Linked DNA regions of Canis lupus: region 1 is linked to region 2. Evidence: chromatin contacts called from public Hi-C data. All regions are on one chromosome and are shown on one strand. Each heading gives the region's core, a stretch centred on a gene start, on an enhancer-like site or on the middle of the called end of the contact. The rest is flanking DNA. Distances are from core to core; before and after follow the strand shown. Region 1 holds the start of CHD9 (chromodomain-helicase-DNA-binding protein 9). Region 2 holds the start of RBL2 (retinoblastoma-like protein 2).

Evidence for each region. A called contact is a pair of places that touch in the nucleus more often than the background predicts.
Region 1: a Hi-C map of blood shows a contact between it and region 2, with 3 times the contacts expected there. The contact joins the promoter of CHD9 here to the promoter of RBL2 in region 2. A contact is called at or near these places in 3 of 9 Hi-C or Micro-C datasets (amygdala and blood).

Annotation. Positions count from the first base shown.
Region 1 is chr2:61,828,391-61,833,334 of UU_Cfam_GSD_1.0, forward strand. It overlaps CHD9 (chromodomain-helicase-DNA-binding protein 9), which reads right to left and starts at 2,520. Exons shown (of 39, transcript XM_038531048.1): 1 at 2,434-2,520. LOC119870327 (a long non-coding RNA gene) reads left to right here and starts at 3,863. Exons shown (of 3, transcript XR_005355785.1): 1 at 3,863-4,606.
Region 2 is chr2:61,580,536-61,585,542 of UU_Cfam_GSD_1.0, forward strand. It overlaps RBL2 (retinoblastoma-like protein 2), which reads right to left and starts at 3,170. Exons shown (of 22, transcript XM_038531039.1): 1 at 2,931-3,170; 2 at 115-245. The coding sequence starts at 3,170. It also overlaps the pseudogene LOC102156246.

The DNA.
Region 1 (4,944 bases), core at 1,270-3,769, 250 kb after region 2:
GAGCTGCCCACAAAACACACTACCACCTGGCCCCAGACTCTGTTATTATTGTTATTATTGCACTTCTGCTCTCTTTGCCCACCACATTCCCTGCACACTGGCTCTCCTTGAGTTTCCTGATCTTGCCAAACTCTTGGCGACCTCCTGGCCTTTGCATATATTACTTTCTCTGCTTGAAACACTCTTTCCTTATCACACTGGGTGCCTGTTCTGCTTCTAACCTTTCTGACACCCAATCTAAGGCAGGCCCCTTCTGTATGCCTCTCCACCTTGATTCTTTCATTGTACATGTGGTAATGTCTAATTACAGTTGATTCTCATTTTTTGCAGCAGCTATATTCCAAGAAGTTGCTGTGAATATGGAATTAGCAAATACCAAACCATTGCACCTAGGGAAAAAAACCTAAAGTTAGGTTTCTGGGAGACTCGTCACATTTTCATCAACAGATCAATACCTAACCTTGTTTTATGTGTGTTTCTGTTTAAAGACACCTAATTTAATATATATTGTTGATTCATTCCTATTGAACTCACAGCCAAAACCATTACAATTCATGCCTGAACAAAGCTTATCTTATACATATTTTCTCTGTAAGGCACATCACAACCTTCTTATGCTTGGGAGCACTAGTCAGCACTTGAGCACGATGCTTCAGGGGCGATTTTCAACAGAGAAGTTGAAAATCATCAAAAAAAAAAAAAAAAGCACAAAAATGCAGAAAACATCGCACGAAATAGATCACAAAAAGGACACCCATTTACAATATGAGAGCTAACACCAGAAAGCAGAGTGTTGCCTTGTGTTGACCTCAGCTGGGAATGTGCATGTTTGTCAGCTCCAATTTTTGGGCACTCTGCCCATGTCCATGCATGACCACGAAAGCGCTGTCTATATTGATTTTAGGGTCACAAATAAATTGTACAGAGTAGAAGTCAGGACTGCAGAATCCGCCAAAAATGAGGATCCGCTGTATTTGTTCTCATTTCTCTCATTCACCAGAGTGTGAATTCACCAAGAGCTGGCTAACCTCTGTCTTACTCACCATTTTATGTCTACATCTGGGAAACTGTGTGGCACACAGTAGGCTCTTAATAATGAATATGCCATGAATGAACAAATGAGTCAATTCAGTGAAAGTGCCTTGTTGGCAGTAATGACAGCCATTGTTTATGGAAAATGCGCCATGACCTGCCTTGTGCTAAGTGTTTTCTCTCCATTCTCAACATGAGGGAAACAGCAGATTGCTTTTGCACATGGGTCCTAGAGTCAGATTGCCTGGGATCGGCCTCTTCTTAATCATATAGCCCTGAGCAAGCCCCTTGGCCTTTCTGAGGCCTAGTTTTTCAAACATCAGATGGGGTCATTATGGTACTATCCTGTGGGCCATAATGAGGAGTCAAATGTGACAATGCACAGAAAGCATTGAGCACAGCACCTGGTGCAGGTGTACCTGCAGGAAACATGACCTTAATTGTTAATAATTCCCACAATAACTCTAGGAGGTTTATACCATCGTGCCCATTTTGCAGATGGGGAAACTGAGACCAGAAGTGATATCGTGAGCTCTTGAGGGGGCTCTGGGGACTCCAAGCCCATGCTGGTAACCACTCTGCTGTTTCATGAGAATACACGGGATCATTTTTACTAGTTATAGGGGAGCTTACTCTGCCTCCTCAGCTGCATTTAGCAAAGTGAGGAGGGCAGCTCAAGAGTCTTCTCTCACATTCCACATCAGCCTCTTTCCATCCCCTGCCCGCTGCTGAGTTTAACCCTTTCAGAACCAGCCCTATTGGAGGGGAGGTGTTGGTTTGTTATCTTGGGTTTGACAGCTTAAAGGCGGAGATACTTCCTGCTTCAAAAGCAGGAGGGAGGAGGAGGAGGAGGAGGAGGAGGGGGGGGGAGGTGGGGGGGGGAGAAGAATCCGCATTCGGCGGCGCTGTGACACACGTCCTCGGGGTTTTCTCCAACCTTACATCAAGGGACCTCAAACTTAGCTGCTAGTTGCAATCTCCTGGGAAGCTTGTAAAGGACCAGATGCTCAGGCTGCAACCCAGACCGCTTACACTCGTCCCCGGGGTGGGGAGGGTGGCGGTGGGACGGGGGGCACCAGCGTTCTTTCATGCTCCCCAAGAGATCCCAACGTGCAGCCAAGTTTGAGGACGGTGCTCTGGATCGGATCCGCGCTCAGCTGCAAAGCTACCGTGGCTCCGGGCACCGGGAACTCTCTCCTTTGAGGACTCGCCGAGCGGGGCCTCGGGCGGGCTTTGCAGAGGCTCGGGCTGGGGCGACCCGCGGGCCGGCGAGCTGCGCTCCCGCCGGGTCCCTTCAGGCAAGGCACGTGCGGCCGCTCCGACGTGTCGGGTCCTCCCCGCCGCGCTGCCCGCCCCGGCCGCGGGGGCCCGGGGGAAACGCCCGAGGCTCGGGGGTCCTACCTTGGCCGCCGGCGCTGCGCTCCAGTCCCCGGAATCCTGGGGCTCAGGCCCGCCCGCCGCCGGCCCCGCTGCGGGCCCCCCCCCTCCGCGCCCGAGAGGCGCCGCTGGAGCGCAGGCGCCACCCAGCGGCGCGCGGAGGCGGTGCGGGGCCGCGGGCGGGGGCGGGGCGGGAGCGCGGGCGGTGGGCGGGGCCGCGGGCGGGGGCGGGGCGGGGCGGGAGCGCGGGCGGGGGCGGGGCGGGGCGGGAGCGCGGGCGGGGGCGGGGCGGGGCGGGAGCGCGGCCCACCTGCCCATGTGGGCGGCTGCCCCCGCGTCGCGCGCCCCGGCCCGGCCCCGCCGCCCCGCCCCTTCCCTCCCCCGGGGGCGCGGGGACCCCGACCCGCTGAACTTCCTCTCGGGGCCGCGAGGGCCCGCCAGGCCCGGGCTCCGCGCGGGGGAGCCGTCCTGGGATGTCCCCGGCTGCGCTCGGGATCCTCCTTTGCGGCCCCCGCTTCCAGTACAGCCCAGGTTGGCACAGCCTCCTTTTGAAATAATGTGGGAGCCCCGGACACGCCGGGGACCGGCCCTTCCCCTCCCACCAACCCTTTCCTCTTCTCCCTGCCCCAGCCCCCACCCCCTTGCCCTCCTGCCTGGTGCCCTCCAGGCTCTCGGGCTGACGGTGATTAGACTCCCAGTCTGCGGCAGAGCCTGTGCAGAGTTGGGAGACACAGGTCCCTTGGGACTTGGCAAACCGGGTCATCTTTCTCTGCCGGCTGCAATGACTTTTTTTGGGGGGGGGGGTTGGGGCTTTCTTGGTACCTCTCCTGACTCCCTGACACTCAATGCCCGTAGCCACCCCTTAGTCACTGGGGAGCTGGGAAGGGAGAGTAGATCTGCCCTAGGCTGGGGACCTGTTAGCTGATAATTAAGCAATGTCCAGAGGAGTCCCACTATCAGGCTTTTTGAGAGCAATGGGGACCCTAAGCCACCTCCCTTTCCTGAGGCTTCTGGTATTTATTATTATTATTATTATTATTATTAATTTTAAAGATTTTCTCTATTTATTCATGAGAGACACAGAGAGAGAGGCAGACACATAGTTAGAGGGAGAAGCAGACTCCCCACAGGGAGCCGGATGTGGACCTCTATCCCAGGACCCTGGGATCATGTCCTGAGCTGAAGGCAGATGCTGAGCCACCCAGGTGTCCTTGGTATTTATTATTTTTTTATGAAGACATGCCAAAACAGGGTTACAAAGATGGTGGACTATTTAAAGGGTTTACATTTCACTTCTTTCTTCCCTCTGCAAATGTTAACTGAGCACCTACTATGCCCCAGACACTTTCCTAAAAACAAGGGATATGACAAAGGGCAAAACACCCCCAATATCTCTGCCCTCACTGAATTCAGATTTAATGTAACAAATTAACACTTTTAGCATCCACAAAAATGCGGTGCGATGGAATTGAGCTCCTCACAGGATCAGTACAGGATTTACAATGCAAAAAAATGAATGTGTAGGGTACTGAAGGCCGAGTGGCCTGGTGATGGACACAGGTTTTGCAAGGCGGTATGTGAAATGCCTTCTTATCCTGGCCATTTATCTGTGCGATGACATCTGGGGATAATATCACCAGTGGAAAGATGAGAGACACTTTGTGAAAGTGAGGTCTATGCCAACCCCCAACCTGTGTGAGTGCCGGCCTCATATTTGGCCTCTTGGTACTGGTAGGCTCTGGCCCCAGTGACCATCGAAGGCAGAGGAAGAGGAGGGGGACGTATCACCCGTGGGCACTGCCTGGAAGGGCAAGGGGCAGTGTATGTGTTTGGTGTGTGTGTGTGTGTGTGTGTGTGTGTGACTGATATGGCCTGGTCCCCAGCTTATACACGGCCGGCTGGTGTTCTCTGGTGAAGGTGAATCGGTCAGAGAAGTGCTGACAAGGACATTTCCCATTCTCTCACTTTAAAGTGTCTCTGAGTCATTTCCAGATCATTCTTGCCCCAGTCCTTGCAAGAGCTCCCTCCCCCTCACCCCACTGTGCCCCAGAGCATGCCTGGGCAAAGTCCTAGAATTCTGACGTCAGGCATCACCTGATGGGGTTAAAGGTTTTCCTAAGGACTTTCCCTCTGAGTTCTCCTGCCGTTTTACTCATTCCACTCGGCACTGTGTTTCAGAAACTGCAATTATCAACAGGTCCGTTTTCTTGGTGGGCTCTTCATGGTGGGGGGGGGGGTCTCCGTGAGGGACAGCACAGTGTTTGGATAGGTAGAAGTCATGTGTATAATAATCACAAGTATTATTGTTGACAATGGCTTAGGTGCTAAGAATTTCCGATCAACTATTGATTTGAAACTTCACAATAATCCTGTGAAGTAGGCACTACTACGTTTCCCATTTTATAGATGAAGAAACTGAGACTCATGATGTAATTTGCCCTTGGGGGAAGAGTAAGCCAATGGTGTGGTCAGGACTTCAGTTTGGATTGCCCAACTGCAGAATATGTGCCTGTGAGCACCTCACCACCATTTGTG
Region 2 (5,007 bases), core at 1,920-4,419:
CTCTATAGATACAAACACCCAGGAGATAATGAACAAAGAGAATTCTTACTAACACTATGATTTTGGGGCTTTCATATTTGTCATTCTCTAGTTTTCAAACTCTGATATAGTTACCTCTGCTCTGAACATCTCAGGATTCTAGTTAAAGATACATAGTTTCCTTCAACTGTCCCTTTGCTTACAGTTGGCACAGATTTTCTGCAAGCCACATATAAGGCACATGCTAACCAGTGAAGATCATTTCCCTGTAAAATAAAAGAAAATTGATGTTTAGTTAACCAGCTATATAAACATTTCCATATAAACAACTTTTTAGGGTAGCCCCCGGTGGCTTAGTGGTTTGGCGCGCCGCCTTGGGCCCAGGGCGTGATCCTGGAGACCCGGGATCGAGTCCCACGACATGCTCCCTGCATGGACCCTGCTTCTCCCTCTACCTGTCTCTCTCTCTGTCTCTAATAAATAAATAAAATCTTAAAAAAAAAAAACCCAAAACTTTTTAGATTAAACTCTTTAGATTAAACAAAAGGTGCTATTTTTAGGTTTGTGGGAAACTGTATTTTCAATGATGGCTGTAGCCCATGTGCTCCTTATACTATATATTGACATTTTCACATTGAGAGACAGGAATCTGTGTTTTGTTCCCTCATTTTCAATTGTGTTAACTAATAGAGTAGGTGAAAATGATGCTCTGTAACTTGCAAGATCATAAAGGGCAATAAAGATTCTATCTGGTTCACTCTCTCAGCACATGTGCCTTGGGTGTCCCAGTGTGGGATAAATTAACAGTCACAGAGACTCGATTTTCTCATCTGAGGACTGTGAGAATGAAATGAGTTGCAAGCTTAAAGCACAGGAAACACAAGAAATCAAAAGGTAAAATTCTATAACCAATATTCTGTATTAAATGTTGTATGAGGGGTGCCTGGATGGCTTGGTCGGTTAATCGTCCTGCCTTCAGCTCAGATCACACAATCTCAGGGTCCTCGGATGGAGCCCTGCATCCCACTCCCTGCTCAGCGGGGAGCCTGCTTTTCCCTCTCTTCCCAGCTTGTGCTCTCTGTGGCTATCTCTGTCTCTCAAATAAATAAATAAAATCTTTAAAAAAAAATCACAGGAGTCTTATTTTCCATCGTACACTTCCATGAGACTGACATCCTACGTGTTATCTTGCAGCATACCCCACTACAAGCTCCACAAGGGCAGAAATTTTTTAAGTTTTGTTCACTGCCCTGTCCCCACCATCTACAACAGTATCGGGCAAAGAGGTGATTTAAAAAAAAAAAAAATCGATAAATGAATATTCATTCATTCACTGAGTAAACGGAGCTAAGAATCTGAGATCCAAGTCTTTAACAAATTGAGTAATCAAACATGTTTTCAAAAATATTTTACTAACCATCTACTGCTTGTCACTTGCTTACGTAACACTGGATTTCATACAACTCAGCCCCTATGAGTTGAAATACCTCAACTGTATGGTGATACTACTTGTTCTATCCAATTTCGAAGACTGTTGAGAAGACAAAATAAGAGCTTATTTGCAACCACTTATGCCCATCACCAAAGAACGGCTGGAATCACTGACCAGACAACCACCGAGGAATAAAGAGGAAGATGGCCCATGCGGCCACATGCCCGCCCTGAGGACACGAGGGCGCTCTGTAAACTGAGGCGCAAGCACGGTCCATGACTGCCTTGTGCGCCACAAACCACACGGAACCTCGTGAGACCTTCAGCGCAAATCATCTCAGATGTACGTATCACGACATTGAGCTCCGGGGTGGCTAACTGTGCAAAGCCCCCTAGGTCTGTCAGGTCCTGAAGCCACTACAGGACTAGCCTTCCCGCTTCCCCGCCCCCACGCCGCAGAGCGCAACTACGGGGAGGAGGGACCTTGGCACACCAACAAACAGCGAGTAACCTCCGTGGGTCACACACAGGCGGAGACACCCTGCTCTTAGGACTGACTAGTACCTTCGTCAGGCCTTCCCATCCGGAGCCTATTGGCCCCGCTCTTGCCACAGACCGTAACGCAACGCAAGACAGTCCTCCGGCCTCCCGCCGGGCGCCACCCACCAGCGCCACAGCTGGTAAACAATCCCGACTTCCGTGTCACTTCCCATTGGTCCATGAAGGGGCGGTGCCTACGCAGCCGAGCCTCACTGGCTAGAATGGCCATTCTTCTCCCGTGCGAGCCCCGTCCGAGGAGAGGGACAGAGGCTGCCTGAGCGGCGGCGACGCCGGGGCGCTGCGCGGCGTGCGAGGTGACCGAGAGGTCGTCCGGGTCGTCGCGGGGCGTGCTTCCCGGGGACGGCCCGGGGACGGCCAGGGGGCGTGTGTCTACACGGAGGTAGGCCGACGGCCCGTTTCGTGTGCCCCACGGAAGACCCGCCTCACGCCACACACACAAACACAGCCCGAGACGTGAACGACGCGTTTGCCGTCCGGACGCGACGGCAGGGCCAAGGCAGGGCCAAGGCAGGGCCAAGGCAGGCCCCGGGCGGCTCGGTGCGGCAGGGGCGGAGCGCAGGAGGGGCGCTGCCCCGGGCGGACCCCGCGGGAGCACAGCCAGGCGCCGGCGCCCCCGCCCCCGCCCCCGGCCTCGCAGCTGCACCTGCTCCGTCCGCCAGCGAGGGGGCTGTACTCCCGCAACCGTGACCGCAGCTCGGCCCCGCCCCCGGAGGGGGAAGCTGCGAGGCGGGGTTCCCCCGCCGGGCCACCGGAGGTTTCCTAAAGCAGGTCCCAGGAGCAGGGAGCGCAGGGACGGCGCGAGGGCCGCGGGGACCGGGGAGACCCGCGGAGACCCGCGGAGACCCGGGGCCTGCCCGACGGTCGCGCAGGACGCCCGGCCCGGGAGGGAGGGGCCCATCCCCGCGGCGGGGCGCGACCACTAGGCCCGGGACGCCCCTCGCCTCCGCCCCCGGGCGCACCTCCAGCGTGTAGCTCTCGCTCATGTTGCGGTAGCTGTCCCAGGCCTCGGCCCGCGCCGCCTCGTCCATGTTGAGGCGGCTGCACAGCTCGTCGAACCGCTGCTGGGTCTGAGGGGCCGGCGACCGGGCCGGCTGCGCGGCGTCCTCCGCCTCCCCGTCGTCTTCCTCCTCCTCATCCGAGGCTGCCGCCGCCGGAGGGGGAGGCGGGGGCGGCGGCGACTGGTCGCCTCCCGACGGCATGGCGCACCCCTGGGCGGCCGGTCCTCAGGGGAGCTGAGGGCCGGAGCCCGCAGCCATTCAAACCGCGAAGCGCCCGCCCGTCCGCCGTCCGCCGTCCGCACGGCGACTGCGCCGCCACCAAGGAAGCTAGACCTCAGGTAGGCACCCGTAGTTCTGAGCGGGGCCTGATGGGCAATGTAGTCCGAGCCGGAGGCCCACGGGGGCCAAAAACCATATTAAAAAAAAAAAAATCAACGGACGTCGCGCTCCTGGGGCTAAAATAAAAGTGTCTTTGCGACGTTTTAATTAAGTCTTCACGGTGGGACTATTCAGCAGGGCTGTGCTGAAGAGAAAACATCCAAGAAACAATGACTTGTGACGGCTTACTGCCCAAGGTGTCTCCGAAATTAATACTCATTATCTGCCTGTCTTTAACTGTAAAGTAAGAGTAATAGCAAGCAAGGGCCTGTTTACCTAAGTTCGAACTTCAGCATCGCTCCTAATTTCTAGTTCTTTCCTATATTTTAACTTTATGTGAGCCTTTCAAATAATCATTGGATTATTTATTTATTTATTTATTTATTTATTTATTTTACAGCGGCAATTCTCTTATTTCCCAAAGGGCCAATTTACATTCGCTCTAAGTGATATATTTGTACTATCCTCAGTGGCTTACCTTTGTTCTTTTATTTTTATTTTGCTTTCTCTTTCATGCTTAGAGTAGACTTCAATCACTTTGAATCACTTTATTAACAATCCTCTTTGATTTACAAGTGGATGTAGTATAGGACATTTTTCTGTTTGAGGAACCACTAATGCATTGCCAATGGCCATGGGGTCACTTCTTTCTCTCTTCCTTGACCCTCCTTTTTTTTTTTTTTTTTTGAATTTTTTAAAGATTTTGTTTATTTATAAGACACACAGAGAGAGGCAGAAACAGGCAGAAGAGCAGGCTTTCCGCCAGAGCCGGAGGCAGAACTGGATCCCAGAATCACGACCTGAGCCAAATGCAGATGCTGAACCACTGAGCCACCCAGGCGCCCCTCTTCCATGACCCTTTGAACGCATCCACCTGCTGTGAGGAAGCCCAGGTTACTTGGAGAAGCATGCTATCAACGATCGACAAAGCTGGGCATTAAAGAGGTGAAAATAGATTTTATTCAGACACTACTGACAATGAAGTAAAGAGCTGAGCTCCATTCCAATCTGTGCAGGGGTCTTTAAAAAAAAAAAAAAAGAGGAAACCTGGGTGGCATGAATAAATAAATAAAATCTTACCAAAAAAATCTGTGCACAGGTGAGTGGATGATTTAAAGGGAGAATGAAGGACTAGGGATGGGAGAAAGTGGAGCTCAACCAAAAAATTCCAAAGGGTTAGTGAGTGTCAATGTGATCAGGCCAGCAGGCAAGTTATTGAATTTAGGATTCTATCTTCCTTCCTACAAAGACTAGGAGACTGAGACCCTATATGGCTTTCAGATCATTGAGAACGACACTTCAAATTGCAGGAGATACATACACATCTCAAAGGCACAGAGGAAGGAGTCACCATTGGAAGCCGTTTTCGGTAAATCGCCAGGTGTTGGTTAGAACCAAGGGTGAATTCTGGCAGCCATGAGTTTTCTTAGGCATTTTAATGCAGGGCTGCAGTCATCCTAGGGCACGCCCCTGTGCTGCTAGAAGCTATGCTATAGTTTGGTCATCTCTTGAGTACAGAAGTCTGGAGGAGAGTTGCATAGTTTTCATGGGGTGCATACAACCTCAGCCCCAGCCATGTTGAATGAGCCAGTTTGGAAGCAGAACCTCCAGCTTTCAATCAAGCTGTTCCCAGCTAATACTTTATGGAGCAGAGATGAAT